Regions from separate parts of the Mus musculus genome. Here all the other regions are linked to region 3. A link is a contact called in public HiChIP or PLAC-seq and promoter capture Hi-C data. All regions are on one chromosome and are shown on one strand. Each heading gives the region's core, a stretch centred on a gene start, on an enhancer-like site or on the middle of the called end of the contact. The rest is flanking DNA. Distances are from core to core; before and after follow the strand shown. Region 1 holds the start of Stoml1 (stomatin-like 1). Region 2 has its middle 27 kb from the start of Stoml1. Region 3 holds the start of Insyn1 (inhibitory synaptic factor 1).

Evidence for each region. Promoter capture Hi-C pulls out the DNA fragments that hold promoters and counts their contacts. HiChIP or PLAC-seq counts read pairs in DNA pulled down with a chosen protein or histone mark.
Region 1: a contact with region 3 is called in a promoter capture Hi-C map of cranial neural crest. The contact joins the promoter of Stoml1 here to the promoter of Insyn1 in region 3. A contact is called at or near these places in 4 of 39 promoter capture datasets (the 3T3-L1 cell line, cranial neural crest and hippocampal neurons), 2 of 484 Hi-C or Micro-C datasets (myocytes and ventricular fibroblasts), 5 of 115 datasets of contacts at active chromatin or transcription factors (embryonic stem cells, neural tube, pancreatic cancer cells and 1 more) and 1 of 9 other capture datasets (adipose tissue).
Region 2: an H3K27ac HiChIP or PLAC-seq map of embryonic stem cells shows a contact between it and region 3, with 6 read pairs. The contact joins the enhancer-like site here to the promoter of Insyn1 in region 3. A contact is called at or near these places in 4 of 39 promoter capture datasets (the 3T3-L1 cell line, the SN4741 cell line and cranial neural crest) and 2 of 115 datasets of contacts at active chromatin or transcription factors (embryonic stem cells and neural tube).

Annotation. Positions count from the first base shown.
Region 1 is chr9:58,250,877-58,254,957 of GRCm38.p6, reverse strand. Stoml1 (stomatin-like 1) reads right to left here and starts at 1,794. Exons shown (of 7, transcript NM_026942.3): 1 at 1,559-1,794; 2 at 1-24. The coding sequence starts at 1,691.
Region 2 is chr9:58,278,191-58,282,014 of GRCm38.p6, reverse strand. No RefSeq gene overlaps it. Among named protein-coding and RNA genes, the nearest start is that of Stoml1, 27 kb to the right of the region's middle. Within about 2 kb of position 1,329, at least 56 of the 459 cell types and tissues checked have an H3K27ac peak or open chromatin away from gene starts, as enhancers often do. A contact at or near this core is called in embryonic stem cells, where this site is marked.
Region 3 is chr9:58,486,664-58,490,557 of GRCm38.p6, reverse strand. Insyn1 (inhibitory synaptic factor 1) reads right to left here and starts at 1,955. Exons shown (of 3, transcript NM_176921.4): 1 at 1,319-1,955; 2 at 166-889. The coding sequence starts at 321.

The DNA.
Region 1 (4,081 bases), core at 545-3,044, 240 kb after region 3:
AGGAGGGCCAGCTCTCCGGCGCGTCTGGGGGCAAAAGAGCAGAAGCAACCACAGAACACCAGCTGGGCCTGGCAGGACAATTTCAGGCACCGTGTCCCAGAGTACAGTGGGCCATGTGTATGTTTTGCCTGTGTTCTGCCCCAAAAGCTCCCCATAGCGAGTTAGGGACCTCCACCATAACTAACCGGTACAACACCCTACAGGAGACTTTTCTCTCCCAGGTGAGAGCCACAGAATCTGAGAACATGATCCATTCGATTTCTCATTGCTGGACATAGCATGGACCAACAAGCCCTTGCCTAATGAGTACCGCCCACCCAAACCTGGAATAGAGAGCACTCATGCTGGGTGGAGTGGACACTGCTGGTGTTAACACATTCTACTGGCCACACCACAAGTATGCTTTCAAGGGGTCATTACAGAGGAAAGGCTTCAGCTACTAAGGATAAAACTAATGCTCACAAGTAACAGTCACAGTGGGACTAAAGTGCTAGTTTAGTATTTATTCCCACTTTAATGCCCTGAAAGAACTATATCTATATCTATATCTATATCTATCTATCTATCTATCTATATCTATAGTGTACTTCAATTCAAGCCTTTTGGCAGGAAGAACTAAGAATCCTGAATGGGTGTTGAGCAAACAGGCCCAGAATCTGGGGATGAGCTTGCTATCTGTTCTCTCCTCCCCAGCCCTAGACAGGAAGGTGACAAGAGACGTCTGTTCTATCCTTCAAGAAGCCCCTGCCTGCAGGACAGTCTAAGTCATAAACTAATTCCTGACCTCTTCAGGGAAGGAGGAATCCTAAGAACCGGGCAGAAGAGCCGGGCGTGGTGGTGCACGCTTTTAATCGCAGCACTTGGGAGGCAGAGGCAGGCAGATTTCTGAGTTCAAGGCCAGCCTGGTCTACAAAGTGAGTTCCAGGAGAGCCAGGGCTATACAGAGAAACCCTGTCTCAAAAAAAAAAAAAAAAAAAAAAAAAAAAAAAAAACCACAAACAAACAAAAACAACAACAACAAAAAAGAACGGGGCAGAAAATGGAGGATTCGTTCAGCATTGCCAAAGCTTTCAATGCACCGTCAATACAGGAGAACCACAGAGGACCAGAATACTCCAAGGACAGTCAGGCTTTGGAGAGAGGAAGCCAAAGCAAACAAGCCAGGCAGCTTGCAGGCCCAGCTTTCTGTTCTGTGCATCTTCACCAGGACACAGGAGACTCCTGCTCCCTGCGCTGCTACCCTAGGGCGACTCTTTTTCCATTTCTCTACAAATGCCTTGTGGGTTATGGCTCCCTCTGCCTAGGGCTCTGTTTTCTTTCTATGCATGATGGGCTATCCTGGAAATAGTAACGGGATGGGCTAAGATTAGGGAAGATGGGGCTGCGCGGCTTCCAAAGCTACAGCTGGTGCCGTAGGGAGAACAAATCGGTGGTAGCATCCCCACACCTTGTCTGGCACCCACTTCATATCCTATCCCCTTCACTCTCCTTCCTCCTAGAGGCAGAGAGTACAGGTCTTGGGGTGCCCCTCTGTCCGCGGTGCTGGGTAGCCACTCACCGGCCCCCGGCCCCACGCTGCCCGGCTCTGGGGACAAGCAGCCCTTCTGCGAACCCAGAAAGCCGAAGCTCGACTGCTGGAAACGATCAAAATCCCCTAAGGGCAGTGCCCGGTAGCCAGACCTTCCAAGCATGACTTCTAACCGGGACACGCCCCGATCCTCTGCTGGGAGACTGCCCTGCCCAGCCTGTGGCAGCTCCGCCCCTCCTCGTTCCCACTGCTTCCGGCTTTACTCCGTCACTAACAACAGTGGCTGAGTAGGATCAGGAATCAGGCCGGGTCCACCATGCCTGCCGCTCCACAGCACCCCCTGCGCTGGGAGGACCGAACGGCGGGAGCACAGTTTGGGGATGTGGCCTTGGTTCTAAGGTTGAGGCTTCCTGACCACCTCCTACCTGGCCTTAGGAAAGGAGGCAAGGAAGTTTGGCTTTAAAGGAGCATTGCAGGAGCGTTTTCTCCAGAAGCAGAGAAATGTTTTTGGCCTCAAACCATTCCTCCAAACTCAACACACTTATGAGTTATGGGTGTGCTTATCCAGATGTAGGATTTCTTCTGGTGTGGTCAGCAAACTGGTATTTTTTGTTTGTTTGTTTCCCCACAGCCAAGAAAACAGAGCCTGCCATACAGAGTCCTGTTCTTATTTGCTTAATGATGGCAGATCCAAGTCACTGTGGACAAGTTGAAGTCAGAAGGCCCCAACTTTGGTATAAAAGAAAAATTTCACATGCAGACACCCCAGGAATCCTGGCAGTGGATGGTGGTGGTGGTGGCTGCAGCAGCAGCAGCAAAGCATTACATGAGACTCCTTGATCCAGGCACTTGAGGTAACTTTGTCTTTCCGTGGCTTCAGAAAGCCCAAATGAAGGTAGAAAATATACCCCAGTAGGATGCTGGGAGGCTGGCAGGAGGCCATTTTACAAAGCAAGAAAAGACGAATCTTTCCCAGTCTTGCCTCCCTGGATCCTTGCCATAGCTCATTTCTAAGTTCCCCTGCCTATGACTGCTAGCCTGGCTAATTTTATGTCAACTTGACACAAGCTAGAATAATCTGAAAAGAGGGATCTCCAATTGAGAAAATGGTTGTGCTGTAGGCAAGCCTGAAGAGCATTTTCCTAATTTATGATTGACGTTGCAGGGCCCATTCCATTGTGGGTGGGGCCAACCCTGGGCTGCTGGTCCTGGGTTCATTAAGAAAGCAGGCTGAACAAGCCAGTAAGCAGCATCCTCCATGGCCTTTGCAGCAGCTCCTGCATCCAGGTTCCTGCCCTATTTGAGTCCTGGCTTCCCTCATTGATGGACCACCATATGGAAATGTAAGCAAAATAAAGCCTTTCCTACCCAACTTGCTCTTTACTCACGGTGTTTTGTCACAGCAATAAAAACCCTAAGATGAGTTGGTACCGGGAGTGAGGTTTTAATTAATTTCAAATGTAGTCAAGTTGACAACCCAGAATTGCCATACAAGTCCACCCCTTGCCAACTTGACACACAATCATATCTTCTTATCAATTTCCAAGTGAAAACATTAAGCAAATCATAATAATACCTAAACATGATATAACTATCTGACATACAATTACAAACACATTATATTTAACCATGTTATAATTACACCTAACCAGATAAAACTATCCCTCATACAACTGCAAATGCATTGCAAATTTAGAGTAGATGCCAGGCGTGACGGTGCACGCCTTTAATCCCAGCACTCGGAGGCAGAGGCAGGCAGATTTCTGAGTTTAAGACCAGGCTGGTCTACAAAGTGAGTTCCAGGACAGCCAGGGCTGTACAGGGAAACCCTGTCTTGAAAAACCAAAAAAAAAACAAAAAACAAAAAACAAACAAACCAAACCAAACAAACAAACAAAAACAAACGAACAAACAAAAAATTTAGAGTAGATGACAATGTCCCTTGAGGGACATTCTTTTTTTTTTTTTTTTGAATTAATTAATTTATTTCATGTATGTGAGTACACTGTCGATGTCTTCAGACACACCAGAAGAGGGCATCAGATCCCATTACAGATGGTTGTAGCCACCATGTGGTTGCTGGGAATTGAGCTCAGGACCTCTGGAAGAGCAGTCAGTGCTCTTAACCCCTGAGCCATCTCACCAGCCCCCTAGAAACATTCTATTAGTATCTCAGACTTCAATATGATAACCATTGACATTCTATTAATAGATGTTACATCACATAATTTAAAAAATTGAGGAAAGAAAACACAAATATTTGTACACAATATAACTGATCTTGGCCTAATTTTTTAAAATATTTACTCAAAATATTTATATGAGTACACTGTAGCTGTTTTCAGACACACCAGAAGAGGGAATCAGATTCTATTACAGATGCTTGTGAGCCACCATGTGGCTGCTGGGAATTGAACTCAGGACCTCAGGAAGAACAGTCAGTGCTCTTAACCGCTGAGCCATCTCTCCAGCCCTTGATGGGCTAATTTTAAAGGCCAAGGGATACTGGTCAGCTTAGATGTATGGCCTCCACAGTCTCCAGGATGTTGGGTC
Region 2 (3,824 bases), core at 80-2,579, 210 kb after region 3:
ACCATGTGGTTGCTGAGACTTGAACTCAGGACCTTTGGAAGAGCAATCGGGTGCTCTTACCTGCTGAGCCATCTCACCAGCACGCCCCAAAACTTTAGGACAATGCCTGTGGTACACTAACAACCACTTTCTAGCCTCAAGGAGCTCCAATCTCTGGCAGCAAGAGGTCTTAGCCTGAGCCTGGGTCCCAGCAGCTTGTCAGGGAACAGACTGTCAATGCACATGGAGGCCACCAGGGGGAGCAAGACTTTGTTTCCTCAGGGCTATTTCAGAGGTAAAAGTAGGGCTTTTTGGGTTTTTTTTTGGGGGGGGGGGGTCCTCGTTTTTTGTTTGTTTGGTTTGGGGGGGATATATGAACATCATTTCTGAAATCACACCCACTGTCTCTTTTGCTTGTTCAGTATATATAACTAAGAAATATTCATGGATAATTTGCATACAGTTACAGTCAACTCCTTTATGTGTAGAGTTTGACAAGCTTTAAAACTATAAATAAGCCGGGCATGGTGGCGCATGCCTTTAATTCCAGCACTTGGGAGGCAGAGGCAGGCGGATTTCTGAGTTTGAGGCCAGCCTGGTCTACAAAGTGAGTTCCAGGACAGCCAGGGCTACAGAGAAACCCTGGCTCGAAAAACCAAACCAGGGCTGGTGAGATGGCTTAGTGGGTAAGAGCACCCGACTGCTCTTCCGAAGGTCTGAAGTTCAAATCCCAGCAACCACATGGTGGCTCACAACCATCTGTAACAAGATCTGACTCCCTCTTCTGGAGTGTCTGAAGACAGCTACAGTGTACTTACATATAATAAATAAATAAATCTTTAAAAAAAAAAAAGAAAAGAAAAACCAAACCAAACAAACAAAAACTATAAATAAATATAAATATACCCAAACAAACAAACAAAAACTATAAATAATTATAAATATACCCCCACAATAAAAATGTGGAAAAAGTCCATTACTCTCAAAATCCCCTTTTGGGGATCAACAATTAAAAGCACTTACTCTTCCAGAGAACCCAGGTTCAGTTCCCAGCACCTACAAGATGGAGCACACTAGTTGTAACTCCAGTCCCAGGGGACAAAGGCGTCCTCCACGGACACTGTATGAACATGGCACATCACTCATACACATAAAATGCAAGTGAAAACCCCACTCCTCTCTTGCTCCTGTTGTGGGAATCTTTCTAGAATAAGCACTCTGACACCAGTGGGAGTGGAAGAGAGATATCTGGACCAAAGCCAGGACAGCTCCCAGCAGGCCTTGGTATTGACCCAGTCTGTGTCCCCGTTTTATATCTAAAACCACAAGGGGGAGCTAGTGAGCTTTTACTGGCACTTGCAAGACAGCAAGAAGCCTGAGCGGAAGTCAGGTTGTTAAGGGCAACGACTCATTGTTTTAAGTGTTTCTCAGGTGGCTCTGTTCCAGGTAGGCAAGTGAAGCCATGTTTGGCTTTAGGCATTCTAACAGCGCTTTAGGAGAATCACTAAATAAATCAATAAATCAGTAACTGTTGTTATCTCCTCCTGTGGTATTTCCTTGTCCTCAGCCTCACAGTCACAGAGCCCTGGAGTCCCTGAGTTGTTCTCTGTCCCGGTAGCTTTGCATTTCATGGGATCACCTGTAAATAGCGACATATAGTAGGCAGCCTTTTGTTTCTGATTTCGTTTACAGAATATGCCTTTTAGTTTAATTTTAATTTTTATATTATAAATTGAAATAATCTTGCTGTATGGAGTACAGAGTGAGGTACTTTGTGATTTATGAAATGACAAAACAATTAAATCAAGCTCGTTAACACAGCCATCAAGTCAAGCACTTATCTTGGGATGAAACAATTCAAATGCACTTTCTTGGTGACTTTTGTTTGCTTTTTTGGTCAAGGCTTCTAGCAGAGGCTAGCCTTGAACTTGCTCTACCATAGCAGAGGTTACAATGAACTTTGGTTCTTGAGCCTCCACCTCCCAAGTGGGGCAAGTACAGTCACGTGCAGCCACACCCTGCTTCTGCAGGGCAGGGGACTGAACCTAGGGCCTCATGCACGCTACGTCAGCACTCTGTCCACTGAGCTACAGTTCTGGATTGTGGAATGTGCATTTGACAAGGACCAGCTTCGGCTTGGAGAGGGGTTCTGAGAAGGGGAGTCTGGGAGCCTCGAAAAGAACCACTTGAAGTCAAACTGTAGATTCAAGCTAAGACCTGTGCTCTGCTAGATACAGCTTTTCCAGTCTGCTTCTATGCTCTGCTTTCTCTCTGGAGATCTCTCTGGTCTATATTCTGCTTGCTTGCTATTCTAAGAGATCTCTCTGTCCAAGTCCTGCTTACTTGTGTGCTTCAGCACGAAAGCAAATGCGTGAATGTCAGTTGTCTAAGCAGTTCTCTTGTTTTCCTAAGTTTTCTGGATAGCCCATCTCCTGCAGAGCACAGGTCCAGTCTTTTATTTTACATTTCAATCCAGCATCCTGTTACCCCAGCCATTTATTTGTAGGACAGTAAACTTACCTTTGTTTCTTGACAATGCAAACAATTCAGAGATCAGTCTGCTTTTGTTAAGCACAGGTGGTAAACTAGTTAGGTGGGACTCTGCCCTGAAATTACCATTTTCCCTGCACCCAGGCCTGCACTTTCTAAGTCCCAGGCTGACCTTGAACCCAGGAATCTGCCTGCATTTCCATCTGCCTGTCTTTGTATCTTCCTGACCAGCTGGCTCATCGTAGCTACCTCTGTTCCTTTAGATTCATGAAGCCCCTCATAATTCATATTGCATCTTTATATTTTTGCATAGTTGAGAAATTATACATTTTCAAAATGTATTTAAAGCTCTTTCCCATAGCCTTAAGGGCTGTTTGAAGGTCCCAGTGTTTACCATTTTGCTGAGTCATAGCCAAACTTTTTTTTTTTTTGATTAGGTATTTTCTTCATTTACATTTCAAATGCTATCCCAAAAGTTCCCCCATGCCCTTCCCCCCGCCCCCATATAGCCACACTCTTGACTTCCAGACAAGTGCTTTACACCCACAGCAGCCATTGACACTTGGTGGAGGCTCACACCAGGGCCCTGTCCCAGGGCTAGGAACCATGTCACTTTGTCCCCACCAGGCTTAGCACCCATTCAATTTTCTATATTTGTTGTATTATGTAATTATCACAAAGCAAAACCATATTCCTTCTGGGTGTAATGCTTATGAGACTCACTCACGTCCATTGTGTGATCAGTATTTTGTTACATGGTTTTCTTGCCATACTGGGATGGACCACACGACTTTCCCCATGCTGAGCTGTTGTCTCAGCCCCAGGACTTTCTTGCCCTTGTTTCCTCATATTCCATATTCATAGATGTACCACAATTTTCATAAACTAACCACAACTGTTCATCCATTTACCAGTAGATTCATGTTTGCTTGTTTTTGTTTTTTTTCTCCCTAGATTTGGGCCATTGTGGGGAAAAGTGCTCTCAGTATTCTCACATGAGCTTCTGTGCTGTACATACCTGTTTCTACTTTTTCTTGTTAAGTTAGGAATGAGGTCACTGAGGCACACGATGAGGGTAGATTTCACTGTCTTAGAACTACTGAACTTGGCCAGGCAGTGGTGGCGCACGCCTTTAATCCCAGCACTTGGGAGGCAGAGGCAGGTGGATTTCTGAGTTCGAGGCCAGTCTGGTCTACAGAGTAGGTTCCAGGACAGCCAAGGCTACACAGAGAAACCCTGTCTCAAAGAAAAAAAAAAAAAAAAAGAACTACTGAACTTTCCCCAGAGACTATTGTCCCACCACTTTCCAGCACACAGGTTCATCTTTGTAAAGCTGTTCAGGTAGCTAGGGAGCA
Region 3 (3,894 bases), core at 706-3,205:
ACCAGATTTGAAGTAAGGAGAATGGAAAGGGGATGGGTGCTCAGTGGAAACAGGCCATGTGCACATAGCATTGCACACTCAAGACACAGGCAAATGCTTTACTGCTGAGCCCAGCCAGTCAGGGTGAGGGGGGTCTGTGTGGCCCCTGCTGGCCTCTTAACTCACCTCCCTCAGCTCCTTAGCCACTTCTTTGAGTTCTCTCAGGATGCCTTCAAGTTGCCCGATGACCATCTTCATGCGCTGTCGAATCCGCTCTCTCTCTCCACCACTGTTGGGGTCGTCACTGGGCTGCCCGAGGTCCGGGGCACCCCGAATGTTCATCCTTCACCACGTGGCCGCAAGCCTGCCCATACTCGCCCCAGCGGGGCACACGCTTCGTCTGCCTCCACGGAGCCCCCCTCGGCCGGGCAGAGCTCCACATTTTAACGGCCCCCCAGCCTACCCTGGCCTTGGGCGGCCCTCACCCAGCCCCTGCAGCCTGCCACTCCACCTACTCGCCTCTGGGTGGGGGATGGAGCACCCAGAGGGAGACAGAGTCTGACAGGGTGGGAGGGGGGTCAAGGTGAGGACACAGGAGGGCAAGGGGAGGGGCCTTAGGGCCCAAGAACAGCTTCCAGGACTTGAAGTGCCTATGGTGTACAGAGCTGATCTTTGCCCGAATCTGGATGCGGAGGCAGGGGGATGATTCTGCAAGGACTAAGGGTAAGAGATGCCCTTGGGATGGGGGAAGGCAGCAATCCCCTCGCAACTCCTAGGCAGTTACAAAGGCAGAGGTCTCTAGATGCAGCTGAACCAGCACAGGGACGGTGATCAGGATCTTCCAGATGTGGAGGGGGCTCCAGATGTGAACAGCACTGGAGAGGGAACTGGATTGGAGGAGGGCAGCCCCCTGCAGAAAGAGCGAGCCTGGCGTCAGCCCTCCCAGGCTGCTGCACCAGCCTGCTGCTGCTGCCTCCCTCTTCTCTCTGCCTGCACCCTCCTTCCTAGCTGGAGATTTATTTATTTATTTATTTATTTATTTATTTAGTGGGGAGGGGTGGTGGAGGCAGATAGTTTTCAACACCCTTCTTCAACAGAAGAGTGGAGGAGCCCCTGTTTTAGAGGAATGAGCCCTTAGCCTCCTCTGGAGCACTCTAGCCGTGGTGCACCCCCCGCCCCCAGCCACCAACCAAGCTTGGCCAGACTGGTTTAGCACAGGGCCTCTCCAGCTCTCCAACCTTCTTTCAATGCCCACAGGGTGCCCTCCTTCCCAGAGGACCCTTTCTCCCCCAACCCCGCCTTCCCTCCGAACCCTCCGAAGCTGGACTCCCCTACTCACCAAGGGTGGGGGCAGTGGCCTTTCCTCTAAGCAGTGTCGGGGCCGAGCCACAAGACGAGGTTGGGGGGCCCCCAAGGCTCCCTAGGGCGGGCTTCTCTCTCTGGACCCTTCGGCTCCTGGCCTCAGGAAGGTCTTCCGAGCGGTGACCGGAGACATCTGGGCGGTGGGAGGGGGCGGGGCCTCCGCGCTCCGGGGAAGGGGGCAAAAAAAAAAAATCCCCAAAAATCTCCTCACCACGCTCGCCAGGCTCCCGGTCGCGAGGGTCCGGCGAGCTCGGAGGCCCCGAGGCCACAGGTGACCCGAGCCGAGGTGACACCGGTCCGGTCCAGGCGACTAAGCCAAAGTCGGAGGGCTGGGGAGGGCGCCGGGATCCCCTCAGCCCACGCCCGGCATTCCCCGGGCTCCACAGGGTTCGCGATTCTCTCTGTCCATTCTAGATGGGCAGGTCTGAGCCCCTCCGGGGTCTGTCCTGCCTTTGCCTTGCTCTGCCCTTCCCGAGCTGGCACTGCTAGGTGTCCGGGGTGTACTCAGCCGGGACCCAGAATGTCCGTGCTCCGGCCCGGGCGACGTCTGGAGCGGCCGCAGAAACCGCTCAGTCCAGCCCGGCAGTCGGCTCCATCAACGGTGGGGAAAGTCCGGATTCCTTCGCGTCTCGGGGGAGGGGAAGCAGCCGTGGCCAGGGGGACCCGGTGTCGAGCACAGCGGAGATGAGTGCACGAGGTCGGGGGGGCCTCAGCACGGCGGGGCTCAGCCGAGGAAGCAAAGGAAAGCAGAAGGGGGCGAGCGAGACGCCAGGGAGGCGATGGAGGAGGCGCGCCGGGCCCGGCCAGGCACACCGGGCGCGCAGCCTCCGCTCGGCTCCACCGCCTCCAGCGCGCTCGCTCACGGCTCCGCGCCTCGCGGCCCGGGGCGCCGGGTAGCTGCCGATGGGGCAAACGAGGCACCGGGGCTGCTCGGGCCTTTCTCCCCGGCTGCTTCGCCCTCGCCCTGCCCTGCCCTGCCCTGCCCACCCGGCTCCGCGGGCCTGGCCCGCTTACCCCGAGCGCCGCCGCGCCCCGCCGGACTGGCCGCCCGGCCGGGCGCAGGCTCCCTCAAAGGCCGCCGGGCTCGCGCGGCTCCGCTCGCCTCGGCGCTGGCAGTGAAGGGGCCGGCCCCGCGCGCCGGGAGGGAGCTTTTAAAGCGACACACACGCCTCCCAGCGCCCAGAACCGAGCGCGCGAGCCGGGGGGTCTCACCACCCTAGGGAGCGGGTTGGACTGGGCGCCAGCGGACCTGGAGGAGAACTAGCCCGGCCACTGCCCGCTGCCCTGGGCGCACAGAGGCCCAGACTTGACTCCAAGTTCCTTCACCTCCTTTTTACACAATCCCTTGACCCTCCTCCCCTCACGGTGGTGCGTCCCGGGGTTCCCCTTCTGGCTGTTACCCTCCTCTGCCATCATACCTCAAACTGTCCCAAATCTTGTGTCAGTTCAGTAAATAGAATCCAGCCAACCTTTACTGAACACCTATTGTGTGCCACGCTCTGGCCGAGAGGGAGGGCAGAGTGGGTGCTGGGCTGTTTCTGAAGGTTCTGTTCCCCTAGTTCTTCACCTAAGTTTTCAACATATTTTTGTTCTCTCTCTCTCTCTCTCTCTCTCTCTCTCTCTCTCTCTCTCTCTCCCTCCCTCCCTCCCTCCCTCCCTCCCTCCTTCCTTCCTTCCTTCCTTCCTTCCTTCCTTCCTTCCTTTTCTTTCAGGCCCTGTTGAGGAGGAAATATCGAGGAAATTTCCCCATGAGGACATTCTTGAGTAAACTGAAGGGTGGTGCATGTAGTTCTAGGAGCGTTGCTAACTTGGCAGGTATGGGGTAACTAGGAGGAAGCACAGGCCACCCCCACTCCCCCAAGTTCTTCCCAGGAATTCAACCCTTGAGCTGAATCTTAACAGAAGATTCAGTGGGAGTCCCGGTGACCGGTGACCTTGCCCTGGGGAAGGGAGGAATCTGCTTCCTAGAGGGAAGGAAGATAGGGGGAAGGAACCACTCAGGAGCAAATGTGGGGGAGGGCAAGTTTCAGTCTAAGTGGCCCTGTTGGTGCCACTGGGAAGACTGTATGAAGTGGAACAGAGAAAAACCAGATCAGGAAACAGGAGGCTGTGGACAGAAGCTTGGAATTTAGACCTGGTGGTGGTGGAGTACACCTTTAATCGCAGCACTTGGGAGGCAGACAAGTGGATCTCTGTGAGCTCGAGACCAGCCTGGTCTGCCAGAGTCAGGGCTGTTACACAGAGAAACCCTGTTTTGGAAAACAAACCAAACCAAACCAAAAAAAAAAAAAAAAAAAAAAAAGCACTTGGAATTTATCCTTTGGCAGAAGGGGCCTGTGCAGATTTGGGGGGCAGGAGGAGGAAGTCAGGTCCTATCTGCCCTCCTAAGGGACCCCACTAAACTCCCAAAAGTCAATGGTGGGTTTGAGGAGGCCACAAGCCAGGTGCTCCATTAGGAAGTCCTAACTGAGCTGAGGGAGGCCAGCAACAGGGATGTGGAGGAAGGGGTGCTCTTGGTGACATCACTTGGTGACTTCCTGAGAGACTCTGAAC